Linked DNA regions of Sus scrofa: region 2 is linked to region 1. Evidence: chromatin contacts called from public Hi-C data. All regions are on one chromosome and are shown on one strand. Each heading gives the region's core, a stretch centred on a gene start, on an enhancer-like site or on the middle of the called end of the contact. The rest is flanking DNA. Distances are from core to core; before and after follow the strand shown. Region 1 overlaps SWAP70 (switch-associated protein 70). Region 2 has its middle 61 kb from the start of WEE1.

The links. A called contact is a pair of places that touch in the nucleus more often than the background predicts.
Region 2: a contact with region 1 is called in a Hi-C map of retroperitoneal adipose tissue, with 1.7 times the contacts expected there. The contact joins two enhancer-like sites. A contact is called at or near these places in 10 of 47 Hi-C or Micro-C datasets (alveolar macrophages, embryonic fibroblasts, fetal heart ventricle and 7 more).

What each region holds. Positions count from the first base shown.
Region 1 is chr2:49,746,321-49,753,942 of Sscrofa11.1, reverse strand. SWAP70 (switch-associated protein 70) reads left to right here. Exons shown (of 12, transcript XM_003122981.6): 4 at 6,595-6,822. Among named protein-coding and RNA genes, the nearest start is that of SWAP70, 55 kb to the left of the region's middle. Within about 2 kb of position 3,257, at least 20 of the 83 cell types and tissues checked have an H3K27ac peak or open chromatin away from gene starts, as enhancers often do. A contact at or near this core is called in retroperitoneal adipose tissue, where this site is marked.
Region 2 is chr2:49,951,347-49,958,968 of Sscrofa11.1, reverse strand. It overlaps the pseudogene LOC110259568. Among named protein-coding and RNA genes, the nearest start is that of WEE1, 61 kb to the right of the region's middle. Within about 2 kb of position 3,693, at least 20 of the 83 cell types and tissues checked have an H3K27ac peak or open chromatin away from gene starts, as enhancers often do. A contact at or near this core is called in retroperitoneal adipose tissue, where this site is marked.

The sequences.
Region 1 (7,622 bases), core at 2,008-4,507:
AAAAAAGAATGACATAATGCCATTTGCGGCAACATGGATGGAACTAAAGACTCTCATACTGAGTGAAATAAGTCAGAAAGAGAAAGACAAATACCATATGATATCCTTTATAACTGGAATCTAATATATGGCACAAATGAACCTTTCCACAGAAAAGAAAATCATGGACTTGGAGAATAGACTTGTGGCTGCCCCGGGGGAGAGGGAAGGGGTGGGAGGGATCGGGAGCTTGGGGTTAACAGATGCAAACTATTGCTCTTGGAATGGATTTACAACGAGATCCTGCTGTGTAGCACTGAGAACTATGTCTAGATACTTACATCGCAACAGGACAATGGGAGGAAAATTATGTATACATGTATGTGTAACTTGGTCCCCATGCTGTACAGTGGAAAAAAATAAAGAAAAAAGAAGTAGAAGGGAATAGAATATTGCTAGATGTCGAAAAAGATGTACCAGTGGTATTTTAAAAACCTAGCTGCTGTTGGAAGAATTCGTTAGTAAAATTGCTAGTGTCTTTTTCTTAAGACTTATTTTTTTGGTCTTTTTAGGGTTGCACTTGAGGTATATGGAGGTTCCTGGGCTAGGGGTCAGATTGGAGCCCCTGCCACCGGCCTATGCCACAGCCAGATTCGAGCCACATCTGTGACCAACACCGCAGCTCATAGCAGCACCGGATCCTTAACCCACTGAGTGAGGCCAGGGTTTAAACCTGGATCGGCATGGATACTAGTCAGATTTGTTTCTGCTGAACCTCTAGGGGAACTCCATTTTTAAAGGCATTTTGTAATTACACCCAGTGTTCAAAATTTGTGTTTTCTTTGGAACTGGAGATGGGGTGGGTCTCTTGTCATCTTTTGGTTCTTTCCATCACTAAAATATTCATGGTGGACTTGAAAGTGACTTTGTCCTGATTTCAGAATTAGAAATTAGTGAGCAAGGAGACTTACCTTATTCCTCGAAGCAGCCCTTACTTGACGTGAAGGTCTTGTCACTGGCTTTATTTACTTATGTATTTATTGGCTGCCCCTGTGGCTTGTGGAAGTTCCTGTGCCAGAGATCAAACCCATGCCACAGTAGCAGCCCGAGCCACTGCAGTGACCACACCTGATCCTTAATCTGCCACACCACAAGGGAGCTCCTTGTCTTTGATTTTACATCATCACTGGGTCACAGGCTGTGGAGAGAGCCAGTCAGTATCAGCTTCCTGACTCCTGTGCTTAAGACACTCGAAACATTGCTGCTCCAGGTGACCTGCAAAACTGAGACCCACATAAGACTTGATGTGGGCCATGACTTTATGTTCCCACCTAGAGCCCAAGCCAAGGCTCCAAGCTTGCTTGCCTTTGTCTTTTCAGGCTATCAGGAATTTCTGGTCCTCTCCTAAACAAGTTAATCTCATTTGAGAATAGCCTCTTTTTGCCTAGTCAGGATAGCCAGGGAGCATACCTTGTCATGTCATTGTTTGGACTTACTGTGTTTGTTTGTTTGTTTTTCTTTTTTGGCCACACCCTCGGCATGCGGAAGTTCTTGGGCTAGGAGTGGAATTGGAGCTACAGCTGCTGGCCTACACCACAACCACAGCAACTCGGGATTTGAGCTGCATCTTGTGGCAATGCCAGATCCTTAACCCACTAAGCAAGGCCAGGGATCAAACCCACATCCTCATTGATACTAGTCAGGTTCGTAACCCACTGAGCCACAACAGGAACTCCCTATTCTGTTGTTTTGAAGTCCTTAACTCCTTCAGCATTTCTTCTGATTAGAAGTGGAATTAGAGTGAGTTGTAGAGATTATTCAGGAGTACTTCTGTGGGGAAAGAAGGGATTATACAAACAGATTTATGTGGAATTGCTTTGTCTGGCTGTTGAACCAGCCTCCTAAGGTTTAAAATATGGCCTTGTATTTATTGAGCTCTTAGCACATCTCCTGGCCTTTGCTCAATCACTGAAAATTCAAGGTCACACATTTTGTGAAAAACACTAGAGTGTTTCTTTAAGGTGTCCATTCTTTCTTAGATTTTGCTTCCTTCCTAAATACTTTAATAGTATTTAAAAAAAAAAACGGTATTTTCAACTAGTTTTAGACTTACAGATTTTAATGAAAGTTGGTATGAAAACAGATACATTTAAAAATAAATTTTGAAGTATGTCTCAACTTGACATGAGTTTGTTTTGTCCTATTACTAAAAATTTTTAGGTTTTGTTAATTTAAAGCAATTTTTAGGTTTTCAGTCATTTATCATAATAATTATTTGCATTTTAAGTCCAAAGTGTTTCTCTTTTTTAAATTTTTATTAATTTTTTTCATTACTTCAGACTTTATCCTCCAACTTTAATTAATACTATGGAAGATATAAGTGGTAGTTATGTGAATAACAGGTGGTATAAATAAGTTTGCTTTTGATTCAGTTTCCCACCACCTAGAAAGTAGTATCAAAAATAATGAATAAATAAAGTGACTTCCTATACAAATGTCAAGAAATAGCATGTCACCATTTGAGATGGTTATGTAATTTTTGTCAAATGATATTCCTGAAAATGCGTGTCTGTGAAGTGTAGTTTTTACATTAGTATACATTTCCTACAGTGCCAAGAACAAAACAGGACGTGACCATTGCTTATTTGGAAGAATTGCCTTTATGCAATTAAATATCAAAACCTGAAATAGTTTTAGGCGATCTTTAGTATAATAAAGTCCGAACTGTTATTAGTCATTAAAGGCCTTCTTTCATCATTATAGGGAAAGAACTTTTAACAAGTTAATTTTGGAGCCAGAGGCCTGAAAAACCACATGCAGCTCGAAAGTTTATTCTTTGTTATTTTTGGTTCAACTAGCCTTGGAAGGAGGAAGTAAGCTGCTTCCTGAAACTGAATGAGCTCTTAGAATTGATGCAGCCCACTCAGACCAACACAGCAGCACGTGGTTTATTATTTAGTATACTCCAATAGTTGAGAATGGGAATGTTTGTCTCCCCTTGGCCCAACAGAATGAACTAAGAGGTCCGTAAGTTATTTGGTTATGATAAGTATATGTTTGTGTTTGAAGTCAACAGGAAGTGAATCTCGATTAGTTGCTCTGCAGTCCCTGGAAATGCTGAGCAGATGCTGGGTGCTGGTGGCAGACTCTGAAGGGTTGGGGAGAGCACCTTCAGAAGGTTCAGGATGAGCCTGGGAAGCTGCCTCTACAGCTGAGCTTGCTTCTACCAGGAAACATTGTGAAAAACTACGAGGAATTGAAGCTCCGAGTGTGAGGGGCCCGAGTTCATTCCCAGGGGTGGGTGAGGAAAAGTCAAAGCTATTTCCTGACTTGGACTACTGCTAATGGTCCGTTGAATGCAACAGCTTGTCACGCCTACTTGTTGTCATCCTCTCCGTCCATGCGGTCACACCCGTGACCTCACTACTAAAACTTCTAGTAGTGCTTATACAACCTTTATCCCAGGTTATTGATCAGGCAGCATGGGCCTTCTTTTTGGCCCTTGAGAGACTGAACTTCTGTGCATCATAATGCCTCTAAGGTGTTTTGCTTTGGTCATTTATGTAACTGACTTTCTTTTTTCTCTTTGTTTCTTTTTTACCGTCTTCTCTTTTCTGTCCCATTCTCTTCTTCCCTCTTCCCTTTCTTTCTTTTTTCTTTTTATGGCTGTACCTGTAGCATATGGAAGTTCCCAGGGTAGGGGCTGAATCGGAGCTGCAGCTGAGGTCTTCGCCACAGCCATGGCAACACTGGATCTGAGCTGCATCTGCTACCTACGCCACAGCTGCAGCAATGCTGGATCCTTCAACCCACCACACCGGGCCGGCGATTGAACCCTCACCTCCACAGCAACCCAAACCACTGTAGTCAGATTCTTAGCCCACTGTCACAGAGTGAACTCCTTTTAAATGTCCAGAAAGAAAGAAGTAACATTGATGGAGTACCTAGTAGGCCAGACATTGTGCACAATGTTCAGTATTTGTCCTATTTTATTCCCGTAGTAGTTCTATGTGAGTATTATGCTCATTTGATAGATGAGAAAACTGAGGCTTAGCTTAGTTTATTTCTGTTTCATTAATTGAGCTCCACTGCATTCTCTGTACAATGCTGAGTTCTGGAGGTTCAGAAATGAATGGGACATCATCCCTCCTATAAAGGAATTCGGAAAAATTAGCCAGCGGCCACTATGTTAAGTGTAGCAGTAACTTTGATACAGTATGCTGAGTGCAGTGACATAGAAAAGGAACACTTGACCTGGGTCAGAGCAGTTTTACTAGAACAGAGCTTCTGCAACTTAAATGTGCATCTGGAAATATGTGGGATTCCTGTTAAAATGCAGATTCTCCTTTTGGGGTCTTTGGGGGGAGTATGAGATCCTTCATTTCCAACAGCCTTCCAGGTGATGCTAATGCTGCTGTTCCACATTTTGAACCACTTTGAGGGGGAATATTCTAGATGATGTAGGATTTGAACAAATACCAGTTAGCCAGGTAGAGAAATGGGGAAAGGTAATCTAGACATTCAGGACAGCTTGGGGAAAGGCACAGAAGCATAAGAAAGTGTGTTAAATGGGTAAAGTACTTTAATCTGTAGCAGGTATTGGCAAACTACAGCTTGCTGGCTGAATGCAGCCCATAGCCTGTTTCTGGATAGCCCACATGCTAAGAATAGTTCTTACATGTTTAAAGGGTTGTTAAAACAAACAAGCTAACAACACCCCTAAATGAAGAACATGTACCAGCGATGTGCACAGGCTTAACTATTTTCTTTTCTTTCTTTCTTTTATTTGTTTTTTTTGGGGGGGGGGCTGCACCTGCGGCATATGGAAGTTCCCAGGCTAGGAGTCGAATCTGAGCTGCAGCTGCCGGCCTACGTCACAGCCACAGCAATGTGGGATCTGAGCCACATCTGAGACCTACACCACAGCTCACGGCAACGTCAGATCCTTAACCCACTGAGAGCAAGGCCAGGGATCAAACCAGCATCCTCATGGATACTATTCAGGTTCCCTTCCACTGCACCACAACAGGAACTCCTCAGGCTTAACTGTTTTCTAGCCAGCCCTTTACAGAGCATGCTTGGGATCTGTGGTGATGGTGGTATGGGAGTGTGAAATCTATAGTGGAACTTGGCCAGAAACATGCTAGACGTAGTAGGCAGGGGATGCTTATCAGGGACCAGAGGACACAGAGACTTGACCTGTGCCCTTTAGGCGGCAGGGAACCAGGGCGGGGTTTATGAAGGGGAAGTCAAAACAGGAGGCTTTTTGTCACTGATTTGATGTAAGGGATTGGGGAAAAGGATCCTGGCATGGATGAATCATGTTACTCCCAATTGAAATCAATAATAGGACAAGCCATTTGGAAGGTAGAGATGATTTTTTCAATTTTGGACATGTTGAGTTTGAGAGAACAATGTAGACTACCCCAGACTTTTCAGAAAATTAGTTCTTTTCAGTATTATTGCCTCACTGTTTTCTCTATTATTATTTCAATAGCAGTATTTTCTTTTTTTTTCTTGTCTTTTTTTTTTTTTTTTTTTGTCTTTTTGCCTTTTCTTGAGCCACTCCCATGGCATATGGAGGTTCCCAGGCTAGGGGTCTAATCGGAGGTGTAGCCACCGGCCTACACCACAGCCACAGCAACGCAGGATCTGAGCCGCATCTGTGACCCACACCACAGCTCACAGCAATGCCAGATCCTTAACCCACTGAGCAAGGCCAGGGATCGAACCCGCAACCTCATGGTTTCTCGTCAGAATTGTTAACCACTGCACCACAATGGGAACTCCTCAATAGCAGTATTTTCTACTATTTTACTGTACACAGCTGTGTGTTTCAGGATTTAATAAGCCTTTCCAGCCTGGGCTAGTAATTCCTCCTTCTTTACAACATTGTCAGTGTTCTAGTGGGAAGAAGCAACATGAATTTCAAAAATTTGTAAATTGAGGACTAACTTGTACATACTGCTTTGAGATGCTTATTTATTTTAGTGTGTCAATATTGGTTCAGGGGAGTTCCTTTTGTGGCTCAGTGGTTAATGAACCCGACTAGTATCCATGAGGACGAGGGTTCAATCCTGGCCTTGCTCAGTGGGTTAAAGATCCAGTGTTGCCATGAGCTATAGTGTAGGTTGCAAATACAGCTCAGATCGAGCTGTGGCTGTGGTGTAGGCCAACAGCTACAGCTCTGATTTGACCCCTAGCTTGGGAACTTCCATATGCCGCGGTGTGGCTCTAAAAACACAAAAGACAAATATTGATTCAGTAAAATTAATATTCTGATATGTTGAAATTCAGCAGAGGGTAATCAGATCACATCAGTTTATGTATGATAGTGTATGTGTGTGGTTTGCTTTAGTTCTATATACAAATACGTGGTACTGTTAAAGGGGTCCTCCTTTTTAAAAATTCCTTTACTTGAAGGTAATATAGAAATCAGTAGCATTTTTTCCATATCCTTCTCCCTGGTAGTATCATCATTCTTTAAAGACATATTTTGGAATTATAAAAGAATATTTCCTGAATTCACCATATCAGTATAAATAATAAAGATACATACCTAAGTTAAAACAATTTTTTTGGCTAGGAAATAATACTTTTTTAATCTTTATATAGATTGAATACCTGCTTAAGAAACTTACAGAAGCTATGGGAGGAGGTTGGCAACAAGAACAATTTGAACATTATAAAATCAACTTTGATGACAGTAAAGATGGCCTTTCTGCATGGGAACTGATTGAGCTCATTGGAAATGGACAGTTTAGCAAAGGCATGGATCGGCAGACGGTGTCCATGGCAATTAATGAAGTTTTTAATGAGCTTATATTAGATGTTTTGAAACAGGTAAGAGTCCTGTAACACCGTTTCTCCTCACCTTTCGACTTTGACGTGTTTGAAATAAAACAAATTTTTCATCACAAAGATGAGTATAAGTCACTTATGCTTTTATACTGATTTAGGATAGGAATAAAGCTTCTCATTTTCCTTGTCTTGTGTTAGACTCTCTTTATAAAGAATCACCAGTGCCGTTTTCAAGTACAGTTAACTTTGAGAAGTTCGTCTTTTGAAGACCTGCTTAAATGATCACATTTCTAAAAGTACTTTGATTTCATGTGTATATCCATACTCATTCACCTTAAAGATCCCATAGTGTGTTGTTGTTGAGTGAAAAAAACAGATGGAGCAGCAAGTTCTTGTGGCCCCTTTTATGGAATAACTTGTGTATAGTGCTGCCCAGAGGATGAGTGCCAAAGTGTTATTGTATTATAATTATTATATATTATTTTTATCTATTATTATTATTATTTCATCTTTTTAGGGCCACCTCTGTGGCATTTGGAGGTTCCCAGGCTAGGGGTCGAATCGAAGCTATAATTGCTGGCCTACACTACAGCCACAGCAACGTGGGATCCGAGCCATGTCTGCAGCCTACACCACAGGTCACAGCAACGCTGGATCCTTAACCCACTGAGTGAGGCCAAGGATCAAACCTGCATCCTCATGGTTGCTAGTCAATTCGTTTCTGCTGAGTCACAACGGGAACTCCTATATATTATTTTTATAAAATCAGAAAGATACCCTTTACTTTTGGGAAAAAAATACCTTTATATAGTAAAGTTGCATTTTTTTTTTTTTTTGGAGGT
Region 2 (7,622 bases), core at 2,444-4,943, 200 kb before region 1:
AGACAAGAAGGCCAAAGGAACCGGGGCAGAAGAGGAAGGAACTCCGAAGGACAATGAGATCCAGGCGGCTGCGGAGACCCTAGAGGTGAAGGAGGGCAAGGAAGATGCCATCTAGGCAGCCAAGGAAGAAGCACCAAAGGCAGAGACGGAGCAGAAGGAGGGATTGGAGGGGAAGCAGGAGCCCCCAAGGGATGCTGAGCATGAGGGGGCTGCTGCCTAGGCCCAGGGGCGGGCAGTGAAGCCTCCAAGGCTTTGGAGGCTGAGGTGATGGTGGAGCCCATGGCCCCACCAAGGATGACAAGAGCAAGGAGGCAGGGGAACCCACCTAGACTGAGGCTCCCCAAGGTTCTGCTGGGGAAGAAAAGTGATGGGGCCCCAGCTTCAGACTCAAAACCCAGCAGCCCTGAGGCTGCCCCATCCACCAAAGAGACCCCAGCAGCCACAAGCACCCAGTTCCATGCACAAGGCCCGGCCCCCGAAGCCCCCACAGCCCCGCAGATGAGGTCAAATCTGAGACCCTGAGCTAATTCAGTTCAAACCATAGGAGTCAAAGTAACAAAGACTCTGGAGAAAAAAATGCAGCTTATCCATGATCTGTCTGTCTCTCTTTCTCTCTCTGTCTCTCTCCTCTCCTACACTAACTGGTTTCAAATTGGAAGTAATGATAAGTATTGTCTGAGAAAAGGGATGTGGTCCCATCGAGGGAGGGAGGGGGTGGGGAGAATTCAAATAGTGTCTTTGTGGGGGAATATCTAATATACCTTCAGTCACCTCTCCCAATCAGCACTGAATGTCCCATTTCAGTACTGAAATGTCTGAAAGTACAGTACCTCTCTTTGTATCTGAACTGCTGTTACATGCACTCTGCCACTAAGATCCCAAACATCTCGTCTTCTCCAAGGGGGAACTGGGAATGAAGCATTTTGACTCTGCCCGCAGAGCCCATGCTAAGTCTATCAGATCTTGATGAAGGCAGTATTTTCTGAGTTTTCTTTTTAATTTACAGCCTTTCTTATTTTGATATATATTTTTTTAATGCTACGGATGAATGCCATTTTTCAGACAGGCCCCTTAGCCTGTCCACATGTATCTCCACACCAAGACTCCATGCTTCCGCCCCAGGTATTTTTGGGAAGAACAAACATTCTCTCATCCTACTCAGCTCCCCTAGATTTCTTATGACATGTTAAAACATGTCCAGGTTTGGGTGCATCTGTAGTTCTGTTCATTGGTCAGTGGAAATGAAGGAAAAAAAAAAAAGCCTGCATTCATTGAATGCAGTTCCAGTTTCTCATCCATTCTGTGTCACAGACACCAACATATCACTCATTGGAAAATAGAAAAAAAAAAAAGAAAAGAACAACAAAATATGTGCAATGGATACACTGAAATTGTATGTAATTATATAAATGGTGTAACAGTAATAAAGTAAAGCAATTCAAAAATGAACAAAATGCAAGTTTGGTATATCATTTCTATTTTATCAATATATTTCACCACATTAATAAAGTAGAAATACCAGTCACCTCAACAGATGTGGAGAATAGTTAATGATATTAAGCAAATATTTATAAAAATGCTCAACAAACTAGGGATAGAAGGTTAAAATGAAGAATTAACTGACTTGTTTTTTGTTAATTATCAATAGCATGGAACTTGGAAGCCCTAGAATTTTAGTTAGAAGGAGGAAAGCTTTTTTCCTTAGAAAAATTTGAATGAATTACTTCAGAGACTGAGGAATAAAGATAAAAATTAGGATCAAGGAGTTCCCGTCGTGGCGCAGTGGTTAACGAATCTGACTAGGAACCACGAGGTTGCGAGTTCGGTCCCTGCGCTTGCTCAGTGGGTTAACGATCCGGCGTTGCCGTGAGCTGTGGTGTAGGTTGCAGACACGGCTCGGATCCCGCGTTGCTGTGGCTCTGGCGTAGGCCGGTGGCTACAGCTCCGATTCAACCCCTAGCCTGGGAACCTCCATATGCCGCGGGAGCGGCCCAAGAAATAGCAACAACAACAACAAAAAGACAAAAGACAAAAAAAAAAAAAATTAGGATCAAGTCTCATTTCCTTTTGTAGCTGGCTTTAATTGAAGCAAATTCTCATAATATAAAATTAACCATTATAAAAGAAAAAAAGGTCAGTAGATTTAAACCATACTGTGCAACCACACCTGTACTTACCTCCAAAATATTTCCATCACCTCAAAAAAAGTGCTGTATCTATTAAGGAATTTTTTGCTTTCTTCTGCCCCCAAGTCCTGATAATGACCAGTCTTCTTTGTGTTTATATGTAATGTTTACCCATTTTGTATACTCCATATAAAATGAATCATAAAGTATGGGATTTTTGTGCTTGGCTTCTTTCATTTGGCATAATGTTTTCAAGGCTCATCCACATTACACCATATACTAGTACTTTGTTTTTATAGTTGAGTAATATTTCACTGTATATACCATATTTAATGTAGCCATTGATATTTTGAAGGACATTTGGGCCATTTTTCTTTATGGCTATTGTAAATAGTGCTGCTATGAACATTGAGCTGTGTGTATTTATTTGAATACCTGTCATCAATTCTAGTTGGTATATACCTAGGAGTGGAATTTCTGACTACCTGGAGTTAGATATGCTTTGAGGTTTGAGAGCACAATACCTAATATTGCACTCACTTCAGATATAAATTTCAAGTCTGAAGAATTCACAAAACCTAATTTGCTAATTTGTTAAAAGGGTTCAAGCAGTTTACCAAAAACTACACTAGCAATTATAATTTATCATGGGATAAGCATGCAGATCAGTATCCTACCCAAAGTAAGAGATACATAGGACAAAGTCTGTGAAAAGTTCAAAGAGACCCTTTCTCTTGACCCTTCTATGTTTGGAAACATAAGAGCATACATATACATACCCTCATAAGAAAATAGATAAGTAAATTAAACTTGGATTAATAAAAGCTCTCCCTAGAATATTGTCATATAGATGGTTTTCCCTTACATATTTATATGTCTTATGTCCAGATATGTAGTCTTGTCTATTTTTCTTAAGACTAAATGACTGGAGCTGATTATACAAATGCCCTAAGACTTTAGGAAAATAATGTACAGGCTAGATATCACATGGGACACTGTTAGCATCTAATTGCTGGAACTGCAGTCTTTAACACAATACATCAGTGATATTCTCTAGTTGCCACAGCCCTAAATTCTTGTTGGCATATATTTGTGATGCAGTTTGGTGCCAGGATTTAGTTTTCAGATTTGATCTTATCTTTAGTGTCTCTGGGTTTTCATATTTCATATGTTGGAAAATGGTAACATATTTTGGGGGGGTTGTATTTTAAAAGGTATCATATTTTTATACACATTTTCTAATATTTCATTTTTAGTATACATAAATGCAATTGATTTCTGAATGTTAATCTTGTATCTTGCTACTTTGCTGAATTCCTTGATTAGAAATAAAAGTTTTGTGTCCGCTCAGATTGCTCTCTCCCAGACAGTGCTGGCCAAGGCTTGGCTGCAGGGGGATGGAGAACCGGTGCAACTTGCCAGGGACTCTCAGAGCAGCACCTTAGGACTTAGCTGCAACCCCACCCCCCACTTCCCTTGATAATGCGGCTGTCCTGAGTGGCTGTTCGCAGCCTGCATGCAGGCTTGGCCTGGAAGGTGGAGCAAGGCCCTGGGCGGTGCAGGCAGACGCCTGAGACGTGGGCCTGGCTGAGCGCCCCAAGAATGCAGGCGAGGCTGGAGCACTTGCAGTCAGCAGGGGTCGGTGATGGCAGCAGCAGCGGCGGGGCCAGCGGGCAGGAGGCCGCTTAGCCGGCTGCAGAAGCGCCCCTCGGCTCCCTGACCCGCTGGCGGACCCGCCCCTCTACCGCGCCACTCACCACCCACTCCTTTGCTCCTGTCCCCTACACCGCTCCGCCCGCAGACCACCTCTCCCAGCGGGGGGCGTGAGGGCAGGGAGCTGATTTGCAGGCGGCGGTGGTGGGCGGAGCCCAAGGCGGCCCAGGAGCTAGCACTGGCTGGCAGGGGCCATTTGGCGGCGGTGGAGGGGCAGTCTAGCCCTTCTGGGGCGCGGGGGTGGTGTTCCCTGATGCTGTATTGACTGCGTTGTGTGAAACCTCAGCAGACTGGTTTGCTATGTGCTGTGCCTCTGTTTGTTGGTTTGATCAGCCTGAGGCTCAGCCTCAGGCTCATCAAATGGCTGTGGTGGGCTCCACCACAGGTATATACGTGGCCACTGACCTGGTGGACTCCAAGGGGTTGGGCCAGGAACCCTTCTTCCTCTCCAAGCCCAGCTTCTTTCACAAAGCCATGGAGGCCACCACCTAAGAAAACATGCCTATAGTTGAAGTCAGAGAATGTTTTACCTTCTAGAAGTTTTAGGGTGTCTTGTCTTATATTTAAGTCTTTAAGCCAATTCAAGTTTATTTTTGTGCATGGTGTGAGGTTATGTTCTTGTTTCATTGATTTACATGCAGCTGTCCAGTTTTCCCAGCACCATTTGCTGAAGAGACTTTTTCCCATTTTATATTCTTCTCCCCTTTGTCTGAAGATTAATTGACCATAAGTGTCTGGGTTTATTTCTGGGCTCTCTATTCTGTTCCATTGGTCTGTGTGTCTATTTTTGTACCAGTGCCACACTGTCTTGATTACTGTAGCTGACTTCTGGGAAGCTAATGCCACTTGCTTGGTTTTTATTCCTCGGGATTTCTTTGGCAATTCAGGGTCCTTTGTGGTTCCATATAAATTTTTGGAAGTTTTTAGTTCTGTGAAAAATCTCATGGGTAACTTAGTAGGGATTGCATCGAATCTGTCCATTGCTTTGTGTAGCATGGCCATTTTTATGATATTAACTCTTCTAACCCAGGAACATGGGATATTTTACCATTTCTTTCAATCCTCTTTAACTTCCTTGATAAATATTTTATATAGCTCTCAGCATGTAAGTCTTTCGCCTCTTTGGTCAGGTTTATTCCTAGGTATTTTGGGGAGGTGTGATTTTAAAAGGTATCATATTTTTATATTTGTTTTCTAATATTTCACTGTTAGTATACAGAGATGCAACTGATTTCTGAGTGTTAGTCTTGTATCCTGCTACTTTGTTGAATTCATTGATCAGAAATAGCAGTTTTTATATGGAGTCTTCAGGGTTTTCTATATATAGTATCCTGTCATCTGCAGAGAGTGACAATTTTCCCTCTTCCTTTCCAGTTTAGATACCTTTTATTTCTTTTGCTTTTCTGATTGCTGCAGCTAGGACTTCCCATACTTTGTTGAATAAAAGTGGTGAGAATGGGCATCCTTTGTCTTATTCCAGATTTTAGAGGGAAGGCATTCAGTTTTTCTCTTTGAGCATTATATTGGCTGTGGGTTTGTCATAAATGGCTTTTGTTATATGAAGATATGTTCCCTGATACCCACTTTGGTAAAAGTTTTTAATCATGAATACATGCTGGTATATGTCAAATACTTTTTCTGCATCTATTGAGATGATTGTGTGGTTTTTGACTTGTCTTTTTTTAATGTGGTGTGTGTTATTGATTTATTTCCCTATGTTGAACTATCCTTGTGATTTGGAATGAATCTCACCTGGTCGTGGTATGTGATCTATTTATATGTTGTTGGATTCAGTTGGCTAAAATTTTGTTGAGAATTTTTGCCTCTATAGTTATCATATATATTGGCCTGTAACTTTTTTTGCAGGAACTTTGTCTGGGTTTGGTATTAGGGTGATTGTGGTTTCATAGAATGTCTTTGGGATTATTCCTTCTTCAACCTTTTGGAAAGTTGAAGGAGAATGGGTATAAGTTCTTCTTTGTATATTTGGTAGAATTTTTCTGTGAAGCCATCTGGTCCTGGATGTTCATTTGTGGGGAGAATTTTATTACACATTCAATTTCATTTCTAGCCATGGATATGTTTAAATGATCTATTTCTTTGTGATTTAGTTTTGTCGGGCTGTATGTCTCTAGAAAGTTGGTCCATTTCATCTAGGTTATCAAATTTGTTAGCATATAACTGTTCAGAGTGTTCCATTATAGTTTTTTGTTGTTGTTGTATTTCTGGGTTATCCATTGATATTTCTCTTTTTCATTTTTTATTATATTTATTTGAGTTCTTTCTCTCCTCTTCTTGGTGAGTCTGGGCAGGGGTTTGTCAATTTTGTTTACCCTTTCAAGAACCACCTCTGGTTTCATTTATTTTTTCTATAGTTTTTGAACCTGTTTTATTGATTTCCTCTCTAATCTTTATGATTTCCTTCTGCTGACTTTAGGTTTTATTTGCTCTTCTTTTTCTAATTATTTTAGGAGGTAGGTTAAGTCGTTGATTTGAGAATTTTCTTCTTTTATGATTAAGGCCTATATCACTATGAACTTCCCTCTATGCACTGCTTTTGCAGCATCCCATAGATTTTGAACAGTTGTGTTTTCATTATATGTTTTGAGGTGTTTTTTAAATTTGCCTTTTGATTTCCTCTTTGACCCATTGGTTTTTTAGTAGCATGTTTTTCAGTCTCCATGTAGACAGTTTTTTCTCATTTCTTTTCCTGTGGTTGATTTCTAGTTTCATGCCATTGTGGTCGTAGAAAATAGTTGAATTTCTTTTCTATGCCTTTTAATTTTTTGAGGTTAATTGTGTGCTCCAGTAGTGGTCGGTCCTTGAGAATGTACCATGTGCACTTGAAAATAATGTATATTCTGATTGTTTTGTATATAATATCCTGGAAATATCAATTAATTCTAACTTTCAATTGTGTCATTAGGATCTCTGTTGCCTTATTGATTTTCTCTCTAGTGGATCTGTCCATTGATGTGAGTGAGGTGTTAAAATCTCCTATTATTGTCATATTCCCATCCATTTCTCCTTTTATATCTATTAGTGTTTGTTGTTTTACATCTATTATATTTGCATGCTCCAATATTAGGGGCCTATATATCAATGAGTGTAATGTCCTCTTCTTGAATTGATCCTTTTTTCATTAAATAGTATCCTTCTTTGTCTTTCTTTACAGCATTTGTTTTAAAGTCTATTTTGCCTGATGTGAGTATTGAAACTCCTGCTTTTCTGTCTTTTCCATTCACATTAAATATCTTTTTCAATCCCCTAACTTTCAATTTATATGTGTCCTTCACCCTAAGGTGTGTCTCCTGTAGACAGCATATTGTAGGCTCTTGTTTTTTAATCCAGTCTGCCACTTTATGCCTTTTGACTGGAGCATTCAGTCCATTTAAGGTAATTATGGACAAATATGTATTTATTGCCATTTTAAGCCTTGTTTTCCAGTTGATTCTATGTTTCTCCTTTCCTTTTTTTTTTTTTTTTTTTGTGTGTGTGTGTGTGTGATTTGATGATTTCCTTTTATTTTCTGCTTGTGTCCTCTTTTTTTTTTCAAGGCCTCACCCACAGCATATGGAAGTTCCTGGGCTAGAGGTCAAATCAGAGCTGTAGCTGCCAGCCTATGCCACAACCACAGCAACACCAGATCTGAGCTGCATCTACAGTCTACACCACAGCTCGTGGCAATGCCAGATCCTTTAACCCACTGAGTGAGGCCAAGAATCAAACCTGTATCCTCATGGATTCTAGTCAGATTTGTCACCACTGAGCCACAACAGGAAC